Linked DNA regions of Zea mays: region 1 is linked to region 2. A link is a contact called in public Hi-C data. All regions are on one chromosome and are shown on one strand. The core of a region is the stretch at or near the end of the contact, and the rest is flanking DNA. Distances in the headings are between cores, read along the strand shown. Region 1 holds the start of LOC103654746 (basic leucine zipper 19). Region 2 holds the start of LOC100193099.

Evidence for each region. Hi-C and Micro-C count contacts between places; a contact is called where the count stands out from the background.
Region 1: a Hi-C map of tassel shows a contact between it and region 2, with 1.7 times the contacts expected there. The contact joins the promoter of LOC103654746 here to the promoter of LOC100193099 in region 2. A contact is called at or near these places in 3 of 25 Hi-C or Micro-C datasets (ear, leaf and tassel).

What each region holds. Positions count from the first base shown.
Region 1 is chr4:235,037,296-235,039,995 of Zm-B73-REFERENCE-NAM-5.0, forward strand. LOC103654746 (basic leucine zipper 19) reads right to left here and starts at 1,390. Exons shown (of 4, transcript XM_008681571.4): 1 at 158-1,390. The coding sequence starts at 549.
Region 2 is chr4:234,903,825-234,906,524 of Zm-B73-REFERENCE-NAM-5.0, forward strand. LOC100193099 reads right to left here and starts at 1,272. Exons shown (of 3, transcript NM_001310330.1): 1 at 1,069-1,272; 2 at 741-816; 3 at 1-619. The coding sequence starts at 1,092.

The sequences.
Region 1 (2,700 bases), core at 140-2,639, 130 kb after region 2:
TCCTCCAAAAGTAGGAACCTTGATTGAATAAATAAAAAAAAAACTACTGTTTCACCATGGTAGATCGGATCGGTAGTCGAAAAAGATGGTTACTTAAAATGTACTAGCGGAGCCACCACTCACCACCCCACTAGGCAAGCTGCAAGTCGCAACTAACCTCTTGACCCTTTTGGGCTCAGCGACGCCGTCCGCGGCAGCCGGCGACGAGTCCGCCACCCCGTCGTCCGCACCCGCACCCCCCGCGTCCATGAGCTGCGCCCTCTCCCCGGCGCTGCCGGAGACGGAGACGGAGACGGAGACGTCGACGTCGGAGAACATGGACAGGAGCTGGTCGTGGTCGAGGCGGTCGAAGTCGTCGCCGCCGCCGCCGCCGCCGCCAATGACGACGTCGTCGTCAATGGGCACGGCCTCGAGGAACGCGGCCGAGTCGCTCGCGGAGCGGCGGTGCGCGCCGCGCCTGGCCGCGGCGAAGCCCAGGAACTCCCCCGCCGCCGGCGGCCAGTGGTCCTGCGGCGCGGCGCTCGGCGCCCGCGGCGGCAGTTGCGCCATCACCTTTTTCTTCTGAGGTGTGGGGAGTGGAGCTCGCAGCTCGGCCTTCTTGGCACCGCCGCTGGCTGCTCGGCTGACTGGGAACTTGCGGGATGCGAAGCTGGATGGTGGAGTGCTCGACTGCTGCCTTTGCTAGCTGTGTTGGAGATGTATGTATATAGTTATTAGTGTGTGTGTATGTATATGGTTATTGGTTGCAAGAACGCAGTGTAGGTGGAGATGCATAGGTGCACATGCATGGGGGGCCTGGCGGTGGTGGGGCAAATCACAGTGCACTTGCAATGCATTAGTTCGTGATAGAGACTGCATCTGCATCTGCATGCTTTGGTGACAGCCTTTAGAGGCTGTTTGTCTTGCAGCATCACGCATGTGTTTAGGGCTATGCATATCAAGATCCAAGAGATCTGGTAGGTTAGGTGGTTTAGAGCACAGTCCCAACCCTACACGTCATCCAGTTTTTATAGCATTAATTCAGCTGTTGCATAGATATTAAAAGATGATATGGCAAGCAATGATATAGCAAGCAATTAAATGAAGAAAGATTAAGAAACTGGATCTTGCATAAGACTTGGTTTCAACACGAAGATGAGTATTAAAGTCAGTTAAATAATATTGATTTGCATTGGAGAGTTAGTGTCTAACAGTAGTTTCTAGATGATGTGGAGCCTATAAAAACTCTTGGGTTGAGACTGCTCTTAGTAGGAGTACTCTACTACCATGTCTAGGGCAATAATTTCATATTTGTTTCCTAGTAGGCAAAACGAACTGCTCCTAGCTAACCTTTGTACTGGCATTGTTTCATGACTCTTGAGCTAAGATTTGTACTAACGCTGAGATTGACTACTACCATGTGAGCTGTTGGTGCTTTGTTGCATTGCTGTGGATTTGGTGACGATGCATGTAGCTAGCTCCCTAGCCTTATGATTAGTTATCCAAAGGTACAGTAATTAGGTATCTGTGCAAAGTTAGTTAGTTAGGTAGCTAGCTAGGTACCTAGGGAGGGTCCATTTGTTTGTTTTGATTTATTACTGGAGAAAAAGGGTGGCAAGTAGGAGAGGAGCAAGGGTGGATGGAGACGAGGGAGATCACATGATGAGAGGAGGAGGGGGCGGCGAGGCAGCAGACAGCTAGAGACAGCTAAGCGATCGAGAGGCTGTGGCCTGTGGAGTGCATTATACACGGATACACCCACATGATGAGTAGAAATGAAAAATAGGTTGATAGATAGATGGATAGACATGAACCAGTACTAGCAGTAGTACTTGTAAATTTTTTCGCCCACTAGTTAGTTATGGAGCTGCAGCTGGCCCTGGCTTCTGGTTCTGGGTTTCAGACATTACAGTGGTAGACTTGTTGAGCAGCTCGTCAGCTGGGAATGGGGGCAGGGGGCTTGGCAGATGCAGAGCATCTCGACACCACGTGTTGGACGCCGGGACCAGACTACCAGAGACAGATAGGTTGTGGTCACTTGCTCGTCGTCTGCCATGCTACTTGCAGTAGTGCAAATTCGGCATCCATTTAGATTTCAGATCCAGATTCTAGCATGGATATACTACTACTACTAATATAGAAAGAATCCTTTAATAATAATGGTAAAATTGCCTTTAGTACCTGGACAATGCACAATAAATAATTGAAGACACTATTTTTGTTAGTGTCAATCGCACTATCCGTTAAAAGAACTATTTAGTATTGATTAGTGGCTCTAATCAGTATTTAAAATTTTTGAATATATATATAAAGAAATAAGGCTATGGTCTAACAATTTTTCGTGTAAAATAAGTCATGGGTGGTACTGGATTGCCGACGGGACAATCGACTCGTCGTCCACTCTCACTCTGTCTTAGGTGCGAGAAGGAGCACGAGCTCGAGCCTAACCATATGACCTCGGAAGGACAGCTCGAATCATCGTATAGTCGCATACAGCAACTCTAGGTTAGTGCTTTTGTAACTCGTCATTCCTTGAGTTATATACCTTTTCTTTGAGTTATTATAAAATTGGGTTGAAATATTACATGCCCAGCTAGAAGAAGAGAGGAGGGAACAGCAGGAGATGGAGTCGAGGATGATAGCGGAGCGGAAGGCCCACTTGGCAGATCAGCAGAGGATGGCGGAGATGTTTCGTTACATAGAGAGCCTTGGTGCCGCATA
Region 2 (2,700 bases), core at 22-2,521:
TTGGGGTCGCCGTAGACGTCGTCGTCCAGGCCGTCGTCGTCGTAGTCGTCCTCGTCGTCGTCGAAGCCGTCGTCGAAGTCATCGTCGAACTCGCTGCCGTAGTCGTCGAAGTTGTCCTCGGGGAGGGCAAACTTGACGGACTTGGGGTCCTTCATCGGCGCAGCCGCGGGGAACGCCGGCATATTGCCGCCCAACAGGTGCGGCGGAAGCTTCAGCCCCTTCATCTGCAGCTGCTGCTGCAGCTGCTGGAGCTGCTGCGGCGTCGGCTGCGGCATCACCATCTTAGGATTGCCCACGCCACCGCCTCCGCCACCGCCACCGCCAGGGCCCTTGTGACCGCCGCCACCCGCACCGCCCTTCTGGGCCTTGCCGCCGCCGGCATCCTTGGAATGGCCCTTGCCACCTCCGGAGTCCTTGGAATGGGCCTTGCCGCCGCCAGCCTCCTTGGAATGGGCCTTGCCGCCGCCATGGTAGGCGTTCTGAGGGATGCCGGGCTTGGAACCCCACAGCTGAGCCGGCTTGCCGGCCTTGTTGAGCTTCCTGATGATGGTGTCCGGATCCAGCAAACCGGACACCGTCACCTTGCCCTGTTCCGCGTCGATGCTGCTCTGGTAGACACCTACAGGTTAAATTTCATCACGTCTCCGTCAGAAGCAGACGCAGACCAAACGTTGACAGAGAAACAGAAACAAACAGCAAGCAAATCGCTGCCGCAAAAGATGAGTTTTTTTTTCTTGTACCGTCGATCTTGTGGAGGGTCTTCTTGACCTTCTTCTCGCACCCGTCACAGTGTATGTTCACTCTCAGCATCAATGTCTGCAACGAGGAAGGAAAACGTCACGGAAAACAACAGAAACAGAGGGGATTTCATTTCAAGGGACAAGAACAAACATGGCAGGACTGCAGGAGAGGGAACATATGCTGCGAGCACACAAGCAAAGCTGCCTCCCGCCTGCCTTGATTGAAAATGGCAGCAAAAAGAAAAGAAAAAAGAAGCAAGAGAAGATGAACAGTAGAGGAGCTGAGAACAGGCCAGCAAATGCCTCACACACACACACACACCTGCACCTTGAGGACATCCTCCTTGCTCATCCTGGAACTAGAACAGCACCTCTGCTAGCTCAATGCTACACCGAACTACCAAAGGCACAACACAAGAGGTTTCAGATCTGGCGCCCGAGCTCTCAAATCTCAGGAAGCAGTAGGGAAGGGCGGTGTATGAGGCTGCAATAATATCTGGCTTCCCAGGCAAGTGACTGTCCTGTGAGCGAGCCTACTCTGTGCTCAAGATTCAAGAAGGAAGGCTAGCGGAAGGGTGCGAGTGTGCCGCAGAGGGAGAGAGAGCGGTGGTACAGCGGCATGCCATGGGCTCGCAGCCAAAAACTTCATGTGAGGGGGCCACCAAGGCAGGCGCCATGTGACCCTTGTCTCCTCCTCGCTTTCACACAAGCCACGAGCACATCCTGCACAGAGCACACTGCACCGCAAGGGGATACAATTTTTCCAACGCTCCCTCCAGTCCTTTTCCATCAATTCCCTAATTCGCTCCTCCTATGAATACATTAGCTCTAGATTGCCGTGGTATCCGGCTATACAACAAGTCGTAATAACAATGAGCTAAGGTGTCGTTTGGTTCGCAAAATATAACATAAATGATAATGATAACGATTCACATTCGAATACCGGTTGTAACAAATTCGAATAGGATGGTATCCATTTGTAGTATGATATCGATTACGGTTAAACTTAAACAAACATAATTTAAAGTTATCAGTTAATCATTACATTACAATATGGGAACCAAACGCTACCTTGGTACTACTACCATTCTACCAAAAACTTTCCCCAACGCAAGCATCAGTTTAAAGCAAAATTACGACAACACAAGCGGGTCAAGCTAAAAAAAATGGTACTACCATTCGATTTTCTTTTTTTTCGTTTGAGATCGTTCCAAAGAAATGAACTAACAAGGGCTACTATTTCTGTTTGGGGCCTTATTCTTATGAAGGTCCTCGAAATACAAAGATAATGGTTGTTTTCTAGTATATCTAGTATTACCTTCGTCCGTAGTACCTTCGGATGGATAAGTCAGAGGGTAAGAAGCACGCTTCGGAATATTACCGTGAAGGAACAATGGACAAAATGCGAAGCAAAAAAGACAACTTCACCCTTGTTGTGTACTATAACTCAAATATATAGGCTTGAGGGTGTGAATTGTAAATTTTACCAAAGTTGTATCCCGCGACTATAAATAGGTGAGCAGTGCCCTGCATAAATTCACCTTTTTGAAGGGCCTAGGCTTCATCTTGCTTAGCCTTCGAAGTACCTTGGAGCTATATTGTGTCAAAAAGTCGAAGGTATGTTTATAAATTCTTGTAATATGAAGGGAGATGGAAAAAATAATGCTAAGGATCCTGAGATGAATTATATACTTTATTGTTCATCATCATTTTTTAATACAACTTTACTTATATTTCCTTCTAAAGACCCTCGTTCTCAAGCTAACACTTCAACGAAGTGGTAAATTGAGAATGAAGGTTCAGATTTTTTAACTTATGTTGCCTTGTTTTTAATGTCATGTAGCAATTAAAAACAAGATCACAACATTGGCGTCCACCTCCGGTGAACTCATTTCTGCAACCACAACAAGCTTCATCATGGCACCAAAGAAGTCAGCAGCAGCTAGCTCTGTCCTCACAT